Linked DNA regions of Mus musculus: region 1 is linked to region 2. The links are chromatin contacts, called in public promoter capture Hi-C maps. All regions are on one chromosome and are shown on one strand. Each heading gives the region's core, a stretch centred on a gene start, on an enhancer-like site or on the middle of the called end of the contact. The rest is flanking DNA. Distances are from core to core; before and after follow the strand shown.

What was found. Promoter capture Hi-C pulls out the DNA fragments that hold promoters and counts their contacts.
Region 1: a promoter capture Hi-C map of erythroid cells shows a contact between it and region 2, with 3 times the contacts expected there. The contact joins the promoter of Klhl12 here to the promoter of Tmcc2 in region 2. A contact is called at or near these places in 2 of 39 promoter capture datasets (erythroid cells and liver).

The regions. Positions count from the first base shown.
Region 1 is chr1:134,451,311-134,457,908 of GRCm38.p6, reverse strand. It overlaps Klhl12 (kelch-like 12), which reads right to left and starts at 2,378. Exons shown (of 12, transcript NM_001311136.1): 1 at 2,244-2,378.
Region 2 is chr1:132,387,539-132,393,984 of GRCm38.p6, reverse strand. Tmcc2 (transmembrane and coiled-coil domains 2) reads left to right here and starts at 2,599. Exons shown (of 5, transcript NM_178874.3): 1 at 2,599-3,008. The coding sequence starts at 2,802.

The DNA.
Region 1 (6,598 bases), core at 1,129-3,628, 2.1 Mb before region 2:
CTTTTCTTTCTTTTCTTCCTTCCTTCCTTTCTACTTTCTTTTCTTTGTTTTGATTTTGGTTTTTTTCTTTTTGAGACAGGGTTTCTCTGTGTAGTCCTGGCTGTCCTGGAACTTACTCTGTAGACCAGGCTGGCTTGGAACAGAGATCTGATTCCCTTTGCCTTCCAAGAGCTGGGGCTAAAGGTGTGCATCACCACCAATCAGCTAGCTCAGTCTACTTTCTTACAGAGGCCTGCAGTCCATGAATGGCACAGTGAGAGAAGCCCCTCCCGACCAATCACTAATTTAAAAAATGCCCTACCAGCTTAACTGCTTGCAGCCCAATCTTCTGCAGGCATTATCTTAATCAAGGCTCTCTCCTCTCAGATGACCATAGCTTTTGTCACAGATATAAAACTAGCCAACACAAATACAGTAAATAACTGTACTGTTTTAGATGTGATAAGTAATCCAGAACTTGTCTTGATAGGGTATGTAAGTGGTATATGCAAATACTATGCATTTAACTCTACATGACTTCAGAGCCAGGTGTGGTGGTATATGCAAGCCAAGCATTCAGGAGACAAAGGTAGATTTCTGCAAGTTGGAGCTCACCCTGGTCTACATAATGAGCTCCAGGCCAGCCAGGGCTCCATAAAGAGACTTTTGTTTCAAAGAAACAAAGTAAACAAAGAAGACCAGCACACTCAGATTTTGGTATCTATGTTTTGTTTTGTTTTTGTTTTTGTTTTTTTTTTTTGAGACAAGGTTTCTCTGGGTAGCCCCAGCTATCCTGAATCTTACTCTGTAGACTGGGCTGGCCTTGAACTCACAGAGATCCACCTGCCTCAGATTCTCCCTGGGATTTTCCTCCTCAGAACACTTTCTAGGGGATGCAATGAAGGTGCTTATGAAAACTGTCCTTTGAGGATGCAAAACTTTCTAAAATGAACCAAAGAAAAAAGAAACTATTCATCTAAAGTCTACAATCCTAATTTCCTAAGATTAAAACTGAGATTCTACATTGTCATCTTTTGTTCAGTAGCTCCTTCAAAAGGACTCTGGACACTCCCCCCCCCCCCCAAACTCTGCAACATGTATTTAACCAAAAACTGAGACAACTTGCTAAAGTAAATGCTTTTTGTTTTTAAAAGGTTTGCTTAAGCTAACATAGTTTCAAACTATGAGATGCAAGAAACTGGGGATTTGCTGAATTCTCAGGAGCTGAAGATTATGAAGATTTCCTAGTGTTCTAGCACAAGGCCCAGCCTGTGATTAAACTTTAAGATTTGTTTCATAAATGACAGTAACCTCAGGGCTGCAACTTTCCTCCTAGCACAAAGCCTGACCATATATTCACCATTCAAAAACTACACATTCTAGAACAGCTAATATGTAAATAGAGGGGTTCCATTCTAAATCATTCTAGAAGGAAGAAAAAAGGCAATGAGAGAGAGAGAGAGAGAGAGAGAGAGAGAGAGAGAGAGAGAGAGAGAGAGAGAGAGAGAAAGGAGTTCTCCCCTAAGAACACCAAGCTTACCATCAAGTATTAGGGAGACCTAGGTAGGCAAGGAGTTAGATATGCGGTAATCATGGAAGCTGCAACAGTATCTTGGTAGCTGTGTCTCCCGGTTAAGCAGGGACTACACTAAGGTTCCCATGGTCAAAATCTGTAAAACTGTATTTGGGATGTTCCACCAAGGCAAACGATACTTAACAAATTGCCAAAACCGCGTTAAAGGGTCTGCATTCTCAAAAGGCACTGGCTTCATTACAATGTGTTGGAGTTTCCAAATCTCCCACCCCATACCTTGCTTTTTTTTTTTTTTTTCAAGATTGCTGGGGATAAATGCCTTACAAGAGGAGGTGAAGACCACTATAATTTGGGAGGGAAAGGGAATTATCTTACCTTCATGCATGAATATACCTTACACCTCACTAATATTCTTAAGAAACTTCTTTAAAACCCCAATGCGCTACTGCCTACCTTCGGAGGAAGCCCACTCCAATCTTTGGAGTGTGTAGCTTTACTAAATAAACGTCCCCTTACTGTTTCTCAGCTGAATTCTTTCCTCCCAGGTTAAACCTTCTCCCGGGGCAGGCGGCAGCTGCTCCGGAGAAGCCGAGAAGGCAGCGCTATGCCTGCAGCGCCCCAGCTCATCTCCTACCGACCCGGGCTGGGGGGGGTACCCGGGTTGGGGGAAGGCCGCGCCCCCGGCTGAGGGCAGAGGGAAAGGCCGTGTGTCAGGGCCGCGCTCACTCACCAGGGCTCCTGGGCCGTCCGAGCCGAGGTGCTAGGCGCCGGGCTCCCAGGCGGCTGAGCAGCCGGAGCGCCGCCGCTGCCGCCCGGACCAGCCGCTGCGGAGCAGTCTCCGTGGTAAACTCCAGTCTCGGAGTACGGCGACCGCGCGGCATGATGACGTCACGCCACGGGAGGGGCGGGCCTCTCCTGGGTTACGTCACCTTAGGAGGCCGAGCCAAGAAGTCCTGCTTACCTGAGAGCTCAGAAAAAGAGACCTGAGAGTGGGTAGACGGGTGGGTGGGGAGTGCCGCGTGTGACAGTGCGCTGGAGGCCAGAAGGACCCAAGACTGGCGGTCCCCACGCGGTATGGCAGGCGCTAGGCTGCGTTCCTGCCACACTCGGGAGACCCACGGGGTTTCAGAGTTCTCTAGGTCGGTTTCTGAAGAATCAGGCTCCGCTTCACCATAGGGAGGACTTTCCCATCCCGGATAACCACAGGGTCCTAAATGTGCCTGTCACCATGAGGCGATTGCTTCCTTCACTCCAAGGAAAAGGAACTTGTGGATTGACTGAGCCACCAGAAATGGGTCGCAGTAGGGGAAACTGCAAAGACCCTTCTCAAAGAAGACGCCACAGCCATCTCCTCTCCTCTGACTCACCATGGTCGTTCATTAGTGCTGCGGTTCTTAGGACGTTTGCTTTTCGTTGATTTTGACTTTTTGCCTTTGGCTGAGAAGGGAAAGATGTTTCTTGTTCCAGTATAGATGAATGACTAATTGGATTATCCAGTTTTCCTTTGCACGGCGTTTGGTTCTTAGGGATAGTAAAGTGTAGTCAAGAGGGCAGCGTCTTCGTTTTACATAGTGTTTTCTTCGTGTCATAGCTTCTTGATCCCAAACTGTTCCTGACATTTAAATATGGTGGACAGAGTGCAGAATTGATAGAAAATGTTGAGGGCACTCTGGAAATAGTTGTTAAAATGATCAATGTAGATCTATTTTGTCTAGGTTTTGTAGTGTAGTCATCAGACTTCAGGGCAGGAATGCTTCCCCACCAAATCTGGACCCAGAACTACTACAGCAGATGAACTTAAGGTAGCTAGAACAGAAGCTAACGATCTTGGGCACCAGGCACATACATGGTGCTCATGTATACATGTAGGCAAACCATTTATGCACATAAAATCTTAAAATTACAAAACATATCTACTGGTTCTCCTGGTCTTCTCTGGCTACTTCTGCTTTTATATATGCATTTCCCCTAGTAACATCTTTGCCCTTTTTCTTTCATCTAGGCAAATGCTTTCCTGATGAGCAGAAAAACACACAAATTCTTTAAGAATTTCTGTGAGAGCTAGACATTACACGTGCATACCCACACTTGGGAGACTAAAGCAGGAGAGAACAAATTCAAGGGGAGAAAACAATAACAACTAAAGCTGAAAATGTGGCTGGCATGTGAAAGGCCCAAGACAGGTGAAGGTCAGAGGGTTGAGAGTTTCTTTGTTTTTGTTTTTAAGATTTTATTTATTTTATGTATATGAGTACATCTTTTAAGCAAGTAAATATGAATTAGTGTGGTTTGAAACCAAGAAAGGTTAAAGTGTACTTGCACACGTATGGATATTCTTGGAGCCATAAGAGAGAAAAATGGCCTAAAGAGGAGGTTGTGTGCATTCCAGGGGTGAGATGAGGGAAGGAAGGAGAAAATAGGACAGCGAGGAGGCACAGACAGGAAGGCAGACAGAAAAGTATCAAGGAAAACTTGGAGAAAGTTGCTACATAGATGTATTGGATAACAACCAGATCCAAGTGGAAAGATACAATATGTAAAAACAGTTTTGTGGCCAGGCATACTAACTAAGGTTTGTATTTCCAGCATTCAAGAAGCAGAAGGATGCGATTTGAGGCAAACCTGGACCTATTTAATGAGCAACAGACCAGCCAGACCCAGTTGTAAAATGTCAACAGTAAAAAGCTCTTTTCTCAGTGTTAACTGTGGAAAAAAAAGGGAGGGGGGAGCTATTAGTTCGTTGTTGTGTGGTGGAAGGTTTTCACCAGTTAGTGGTGGTGCATACCTTTAATTCCAGAGGCAGAAACAGGCAGATAGCTGAGTTTGAGGCCAGCCTGGTCTACAGAGTGAGTTCCAGGATAGCCAGGGCTACATAGAGAAACCCTACTTCAAACAAGAAGAAAGAACAAAAGAGAGGGGGAGGAGGGGAAAGGAAGGGGAAAGGAAAGGGAAAGGAAAGGGAAAAAGGGGAGGGAAGGGAAAAAGGGAAGGGAAGGGAAAAAGGGAAGGGAAGGGGAAAAGGGAAGGGAAGGGAAAAAGGGAAGGGAAGGGGAAAAGGGAAGGGAAGGGAAGGAAAAAAGGAAAGAATTTGAGGGTACTTGATCCTCCCAGGTGACTGGGCTGTACATTCGAAAGACCTTTGTCAGTAGCTTATCCAAGATAGAATGACAATTACCAAGAAAACTGACAAGCAGGCTGGGGAAAAATGCTCGGGCCACCAGAGCTACACAGAGCTTGGTTTTTGGTTTTGTTTTTTGTTTTTTTTTGGGGGGGGGTTGTTTGTTTCTTGTTTTTTAAAAAAATCCTAATGTTGTAGCGAAAGAGAATGCTCATGGTGATTAGGGTGGGAGAGACCTTTGTCTCAAAAAAAATACATACAGAGGAAAAAAGATTTTATTTATTTTATGTATGTATATGAGTACACTGTAGCTGTACAGAGGGTTGTGAGCCTTCATGTGGTTGTTGGGAAATGAATTTTTTAGGACCTCTGCTCGCTCAAATTGGTCCCTCTCGCTCCAGTCAACTCCCTCAGTCCCTGCTCTCTCTGGCCCAAAGATTTATTTATTATTATAAATAAGTACACTGTAGCTGTCTTCAGATGCACCAGAAGAGGACATCAGATTTCATTATGGGTGGTTGTGAGCCACCATGTGGTTGCTGGGATTTGAACTCAGGACCTTCAGAAGAGCAGTTAGTGCTCTTACCCGCTGAGCCATCTCGCCAGCCCTTCTTTGGGTCTTAACCATTTATTTTAGTTACTAATGCTTCTGATGGAATGCAGGAGCTTGTCCTCTGTTAGGGAAACGGGCCCTTGGTGAAAACTACAAATTGTTCCCATAGATTGCCATAGAAGCAGAGGCTAGTGTTAAAAGATTAAGAGTCGGTCCGGTGTGGTGGTGCACACCTTTAATCCCAGCACTTGGGAGGCAGAGGCAGGCGGATTTCTGAGTTCGAGGCCAGCCTAGTCTACAAAGTGAGTTCCAGGACAGCCAGGGCCAGGGCTATACAGAGAAACCCTGTCTCAAAACAAAACAAAACAAAACAAAAACAAACAAAAAAAAAGGCTTAAGAATTATGTTGGCAGAGCCCAGAGCACAGAGGAAAATGAAAAACAGGCTTGTAGCTGGGACGATGCAGGCAAGCTAAACATAACCAGAAGGACAGGGCTCTGGGCCTGTCAAGGGAAGCCACTGAGTCCTCCTAAAGCCCATGAGGAGTAGATGTAAGACATTATTGTCCTTTCATATACTCTTATTTCTGATGTTGCTGATTGTAATAGACTAAAATGTAAGTAAAGATGGCTGCTAACAATAGATTCTACACAGGAGACTACTCACACTACCCCAAAGACAAGGAGCTCGATATGAGATAAAGCAGAAAGAGTGCAGTTACATCTTGATGGCTATGATAGAGCTAACTCTGCAATGGAAAAGCTATGAATTGTTTGTGTGTATGTGGGGACAAAGAAAACATAGTCTAATTAGCAGTCAGCAAGACACGTCGAAGGCCCAGTACTGTGGCTTTTAAAATAGGTATGGTCCCCATAGACGCATGTTTGAATGCTTTGCCATAGGGAATGGCACTATTAGGAAGTATGGCGTTGTTGGGGGAAGTGTGTTACTGTGGGGGTGGGCCTTGAGGTTTCCTATGTTCCAGCTACACCCGCTGTGGCTACAGTCTCCTGCTGCCCATGGATCAAGATGTAGTACTCTCAGCTCCTTCTGCAGCACCATGTCTGTCTGTGCACAGCCATGCTTCTCACCATGATGAGAATGGACTAAACTTCTGAACTGTAAGCTAGCTCCAATTAAGTGTTTTCCTTTATAAGAGTTGATATGGGGCTGGAGAGATGGCTCAGTGGTTAAGAGTACTGACTGCTCTTCAGAGGTACTGAGTTCAATTCCCAGGAACCACATAGTGGTTCACAACCATCTGTAATGAAATCTGATGCCTCTTCTGGTGTGTCTGAAGACAGCTACAGTCAGTGTACTCACATACATAAAATAAATACATAAATCCTTTTAAAAAAAAAGAGTTGATAGGGCCATGGTATCTCTCTCTTCACAGCAATAAGACCCTTAGATG
Region 2 (6,446 bases), core at 1,350-3,849:
GATTCCAGCTTATACAGAAGACAAGCTGAAGCAACCATCCTCCTGGGACTGAGCAACTACCAGATTCTTGGACTTCCTATTCACCGCTGACCATTGTTGGGTTAGTTGGATTGTAGACTGTAAGTCATTCCACTACATTCCCTTAAGAACATTCCACAAGTTCTATGACTCTTGAGAACCCTGGCTAACACAGACATAATAAATACATAATACTATTTTAAAAATCAAACCTAAGCCAGATGCTTCTAATTTCAACCCTCAGAGGCTGATTCAGGGAGATTACAATTTAGAGGCTACCCTGAGCTATTCATAGTGAAGCACTGCCTCAAAATCAAACTTGGATGATCATCGATTTGTTATAGAAATGAAGCATAAGTAAAAATTATGATGTTTTCTGCTTCCTAGGGGTTATTTAATTTTCTGTTATGAATTTATTTACTGTATTTTCATATGTACAAGTGCTTTGCCCACATGTATGACTATGCACCACGTGTGTGCCTGATGTTTAATGCTCAGGCAGCCTGGAAGAAGTGGTCAGAGAAAATGTTAGGTTCCCTGGGACGGAAGTTGTTAGCTGCTATTTGGGCACTGCTATTTCGAACCCAGGACCTCTGGAGGAGAGCCCAGTGCTCTTAACTGCTGAGCCATATCTCCAGCCCCATTCTTGAAGGATTCTCGAAGAACCCCTTCTGCTCTTCTTTAGCTTGGAGTCAAGAAGGGCCCACTGTGTGTTCCAAACCCATTGCCACCCAAGACTTGCTCATGCTTTAGGGGCCTCTACACGTTCCTCTCTCAGCCCAGGCAGAGAGCAGTGTGTTTCTCTCCTTTGTACCATGTACCGAGGGAATCTGCTCTCCACGCCCCCCCCCCAGCTTGTCTAGTCCCTGCCCACGATCTGCTCTGGCTCTGGCACTCTGCCATTCCTCAACATTGAAAATCCAAAAGGCTTATAGCTTTGCATTCCCAAACTGTGCCTGATACCGTGTAGTGGATATGGGGTGGGGAGGTAGAGTGTTTTTGCATTCCCAGCCCATTCTAAATTCCCATCTTCTAAAAACAGAGCAGCTTAGTTTAGAAAGTGGCTCCCTGAATAGAGTAAATTCTTAACAACTTGGTCTCTTTTAGGATACACATCAAAATAAGGGACTGGAATGGGGGAAAGGCTTAACAGAGTTAGGAAACTCACAGACTAGTGGGACCGAAGTGAGGCAAGAAGGGTTTGGTGAGTGTGAAAGAGACTGGCAAACTGTAAAATCCTTCAGAGAAAGCTCTGTGACTCACAGGGGGAGGCGCAGCCTTTTACAGTAGCCCAGGCCTGTGTTTCTCAGATGTTACCTTGTGTGAGAATTACCCGACGGGCTTGTGAAACATGGATCTTTGGGTCCATGACTTCTGATTTAGTTGTATCCAGGAATTCGTATTTCTGTCTGGTTCCCTGGTGGTGGTGATGATGATGATGACTACGATGGTGATGATGCAGGGTCCAGTCTATGCCTTAAGAACTACTGGATGCTGAATAAGGGCAACCCATCCATGCCAAAGAAGGCATACAGTTTGCAGAACGAATAGGAATTAATAGAGTAGAATACTACTACTCTCCATTTTTTGGTAGCTCCATCTGCTCTCATCTTCCAAACTGCTTAGCAATAGTATGGGGCAAATGTAACATTCTTTTTCCAGTCTTCAGTACATATCATTAATACCTACCATTAATACCCATTCCTTTTAAAAAGCTGCTTCTGGTGAGCATGTATTTGGGCACTGAGTTTCTAAACATAAAGCCTGCGTTCTTATGAGATGTGTATTTAAAACAGAGAAAGAGGGGATGTAGCAGAACAGTCCCTCTCCTTTGCTTTTGTAGCTATGAAGGTAGGCATGGGTTTGCGACCCAAACCACCTATTCTAGAAGGGACTAGCTTGTCTCTAACTGAAGGGATGCATATAATATAAGGTGCAGAGTTAGGGGAGTGATGATAAACACTTAATGTGTCCCCCAACAAAGCGAATGGGCGGGGTGATCGTGAAGGCCTAGCCTGGGAGAGGTGGCTCCAAAGCCGGCACAGAGCTGAGCTCCAACACAGCCTCAGCCCTCCAGACCCTCCCGGGGGACGCGCGGTGCAACCAAGCCTACAGCGGTGTCCGCGCGCCGTTGCGCAGCCCTCCGGCCTTCCCATTGGCGGGCGGCGCCATCTGCGCTCGCCTCGCCCTGGCGCTGGCGGGCGGAGGCCCGGGCGGGGTAGGCCGCGCTCGCGGCGGGCTGTGGCCGCAGCCTTGCGCGGCTGCTGACGAGGAGCGGGGCGCGGGGCGGGAGGAGGCAGGCCCATGCGGGGCGGCGGCGGGCGGCGGGCGGCGGCGGGGCCGGGTGCCCAGGGCGGCCCTATGGGACCCGCCCGGCCGGCTCCCGCGTGCCCTGCCTGGCCCAGCAGTCCGGCCTGCGGGCGGGGATGCGCGGTGTGGTCCAGCTCCCCGCCGCCCTGCGGGGCCCTGAGGCAGAAAGTTTGGGGGTCGGGAGCGGCCCCCCTCCCGCGCCAGTGACTGCCTAAGGACCGCTGCAGCCCGGCTTCGCCCGCGACCTGCCTCCGCTCCCCAGGTCGGAATGAACTATCCTAAGGCTCCCCCTCTTCGCCCCTCCCTCATCCTCCTTTAAAAAGATAATTTCTTAAATTCAAGAACTCGTGATCTGCCTACTCCCCTCGTCCATAATTTAAACCCCAGGTCTTTTGAGTGCAAGAGGGGGGTGCGGTCTCTCCCCAAGATAGCACGCTAGAAGGACAGATTCCCCTTGCCGACCCACTTACACCATGAAGAGGTGCAAATCGGACGAGCTGCAGCAACAGCAGGGCGAGGAGGATGGGGCTGGGATGGAAGACGCTGCTTGCCTTCTGCCAGGCGCGGACCTCCGGCATGGGGAGGCCTCGAGTGCTAACTCCGCTGGCGGGCCAACTTCAGATGCTGGCGCTGCGGTGGCACCCAACCCGGGTCCCCGAAGCAAGCCTCCTGATTTAAAGGTGAGCGCAGACCGTCTCCAGGCAAGCCCAGCCCGCCACGTAGCTTCCCCCACCCCTCGCAGAAGTGTCTTAACCGAATAAAAGTGATGGGGAAGCTCGCAAAGGTCAGAGAGGATGAATGATGTTCGGCTAGGTTCGGAGGGGGAAGCTAGGCACCATTTGTTCCTGTCTATCAGCTCCATCTCAGTCCTCTGTGTTCTTCATTATTCAGCAAACGTTCTAATGACTCACTCATCTGAGATTGTTTGAAGAACGTGTGTGAAACCCTATTTTGCAGACAAAGGGCTGGCGAGATCTAAGATGCTAACTTAGAAAGTTCACAGTACTCTCCCTTCTGTAGGAAGGCTAGAGAAGAAGATTGTAGCTTGGGAAGCTAAATAGGTGACCGTTACCTTCCTATGCCAATTAGCCTCCTCCGAGTGCGGATTTTTTTTTTTTTTTTTTTTTTTGAGCATCTTCCTGAACGAAGCTCAGTTTGTCCATCTATGAAAGGGGGGTGTAGATGTCTTGCCGTTAGGTGGAGCCAGAGGTTAAGCTAGTGCTTGGAGATCCCTCTCTGCCTCCTGAACCAACCCCCAGGGTGGAGAACTGACAGGTGGCAGGGCAGAGCCTGGGCTGATTGGGGCCTCGGTTCAAGTTGCACACATGCTGAGCCGGCAGCTAGAACCAGAATTGGAAAGGACCGTTCACATGGAGCTGTTTATTTTCCAGCCCGAGGTCTTCCAGACTATTGGCGAGCTGTATTGAATACATCTCTGTATCAATTACAGCAGCAGCCAGGATAAATAATGCGCCTTTGCTGGAGTTACCATCGGGACTGCCAGCTCAGGCTCCTTAGGCCAGCTCACAACTGGGCTGAGAGAGATGTCAGCTCCCGGAAGGAACTTAAATGCCTTGGGGATTGATGCCTTGGAAATTTTCTCCGGAAAGGGTGCAGGGTCTGGGATAGGGGAGCAGAAAGGCCTCCCGTTAGGTTAAAGCCTTGTCCAAATGGCTGTGGGCCCCGGAGGAGCTCACTAGAATAAGCTAATGACATTCCTTCTTTGGTCTGAGCAGCTCAAAGTCAGGAAGCCAGGTGAGTGCATGTGTGCTTTATGTGTGTGTGTGTGTGTGTGTGTGTGTGTGTTGTCCCTTGGGGAAGAGAGCCCACTCACTCCTTGTGGGACTTTTAAATTTTTGTGGAAGTTTTGCAAACCTGACCTCTTTCCACCCACCTTATGTGTAATGATGGACTAGTTGAACACCTAGGCTTTCTTCACAAAGCTTGTGATTCCCTCAGGCTCCAAGAAGTGTCACTCCCTCCCCCAAGTGACATGTTTTTTGTTTTAACTGAGATGGTAAGTCCCTTTAATGCTGCCGAGAGGAACAGGGGGTGACCTTTCGACCTCCCTCTGCTGGCTGTGCTAAGGGGGCTGTAGTTTCTGTGTCTATAAAGCTGCCCAAGGCTCCTTGTCTGTACCCTCCTGTGTCATCTTTTTTGATGACATTCATTTTGAACAGGGGCAGATAGAGCGATAGCACTGCACTTGACTACAATATGTTAACCGCTGAGCCGTCCTGAGGAGGAATTGAGAATTGAGGACCCTTACACACACACACACACACACACACACACACACACACACACTTCTATATAGCCCAGGCAGTGTGGATCCAAGCTTATGCAAGCACGGGGAGACTCACAGAGCACTTGCCTGTTTATCTCTGTCTGTCTCATCACAACATGTTTACTGCAGGACAGAGACCTCTCTACCAGATGTGACTCAGGGCTACCAAAATGTGACATGTCACTTAACTTTTCTGAAGAAAGGAACAAGGGATATTGGAGTGTGGCTAAACTTGTTTTCCAGTGCTGGACAAGTTTCCCATGGCTGACAGTTTAGTGGAAAAATTTCATCATTGTCTCTGGAACTGGGTGGGGGCTGACTTGTTCTGAATTTGACAATGATACCAAGAGGAAATGCGTTTGCTTTTTAATCTGGAATGCCTTTCCCGTGCCTGTGTTTAGTTGATGCTGTTCAGGAGCTCTGGCTTGCTTTTGCTTTCATTTTGAACTTGGAGATAGGAACTTTCAGTCCCTTAGTCCCACTTCTATTTTCTTGTGACAGCTCCAGGCATGGGGACTGATTGTGTGTCAATGGAGACAGTCATCTTGATTGTTGAGCAAGGAGCGAAGGCATGGAAAGCTCTGTCTAAAGCACCTCCATAGCAGGAGAGAAAGAGGAGAATCTGGTCTTTGCTAGAGATCTGAATGATGCCCGGCTAGTGATGCTCAGCAGTGTCAGGGGCTTCGGCTATCTCTGGTCCTTCAAGGATGATCATACTGCACGATGTGCATTTCTTGGCTTATTTTGTGTGGAGGTTGGGGTAGGGGTGGATGTCCTGAGATCATAACCAGCGTCTTGAGCATACTAGACAAGCCCTCTATCACCGTAAATTTCTTCTGTGGTAGCTTGGAATCTGTGATTATGTGGTTAGGGGGTGGGGGTGGGGGTCTGGAAAATAGTTACATAGTAACATTTTAAAATGGTAACTATAACAGAAAAGCAACCTGCGAATGGGCCCGGCCCCACAGGAGGCTTCTGTAAACACTTCTGAGGCTTTGCCAGAGCTTCAGATAAGCATGAATCCTCCAGGGGGAAAGATCTCAGCAGACAGTATGTAAGGGGAGCCTGATAGTTAAAATGGATTCCTTTAACCACTCAAGCTCACATCTCCATTCACTTGGTCTCATGATTCCATCCTTTGCTGCTATCCAGAGTCCTTGCTTGTTGAGGAGAGACTGGCTGGCTGACCTAAAGTGTAACAGAATTCTCTAGTGAGGAGACTGGCTGTAGTGAGAAGGGGTGGGGAGGAGCTTAGGGGAACTCCGCACACAGAGATCCTGTTTAGAATACAGCCTGTGGCTGAGGCCTGGGAGAATGGCTGAGCGTAGTGTGCAGCTCTTCCTGAAGGCATTGCCCACCCTCCACCACTCCAATCCCACCGCTCCGTGCAGGAACAGAGCCTTTTCTGAGAGGAAAAGCCAGAGGATGCTGGCCAGGGAAAGTTCCCAGAGGTGCTCTGTCCTCTGGGATTTCTGAACAGCATCATCATCACTCCTTAAAGAAGATAGGAGAGTTCCACCTTCATGTTGTTCCTGTGTTGTTGGAAGCGCTCTTGACTCAAGGCTCAGATCCTGTTCCTCTGTTCATAGCTTATTCTGTTCTCTCTTCCTACTGAGTGAGGATCAGGGAAGACAACAGACACCAAGGGAAATTAGAGCTGAACCCTAGGTGGTTTTCCTGGTCCGGTGTTTGAGGGTGTTTCAGCATCCTGCGAATAGCTCCTGTTACTTCCCCATTCAGTCTATTGGCAAGAGGGTAGGTTTGTGTTAGTCTGTTGACTAACAGATAACTGGGCACTTTAAGACCAAAAGATGTTATTATAAACATTGAA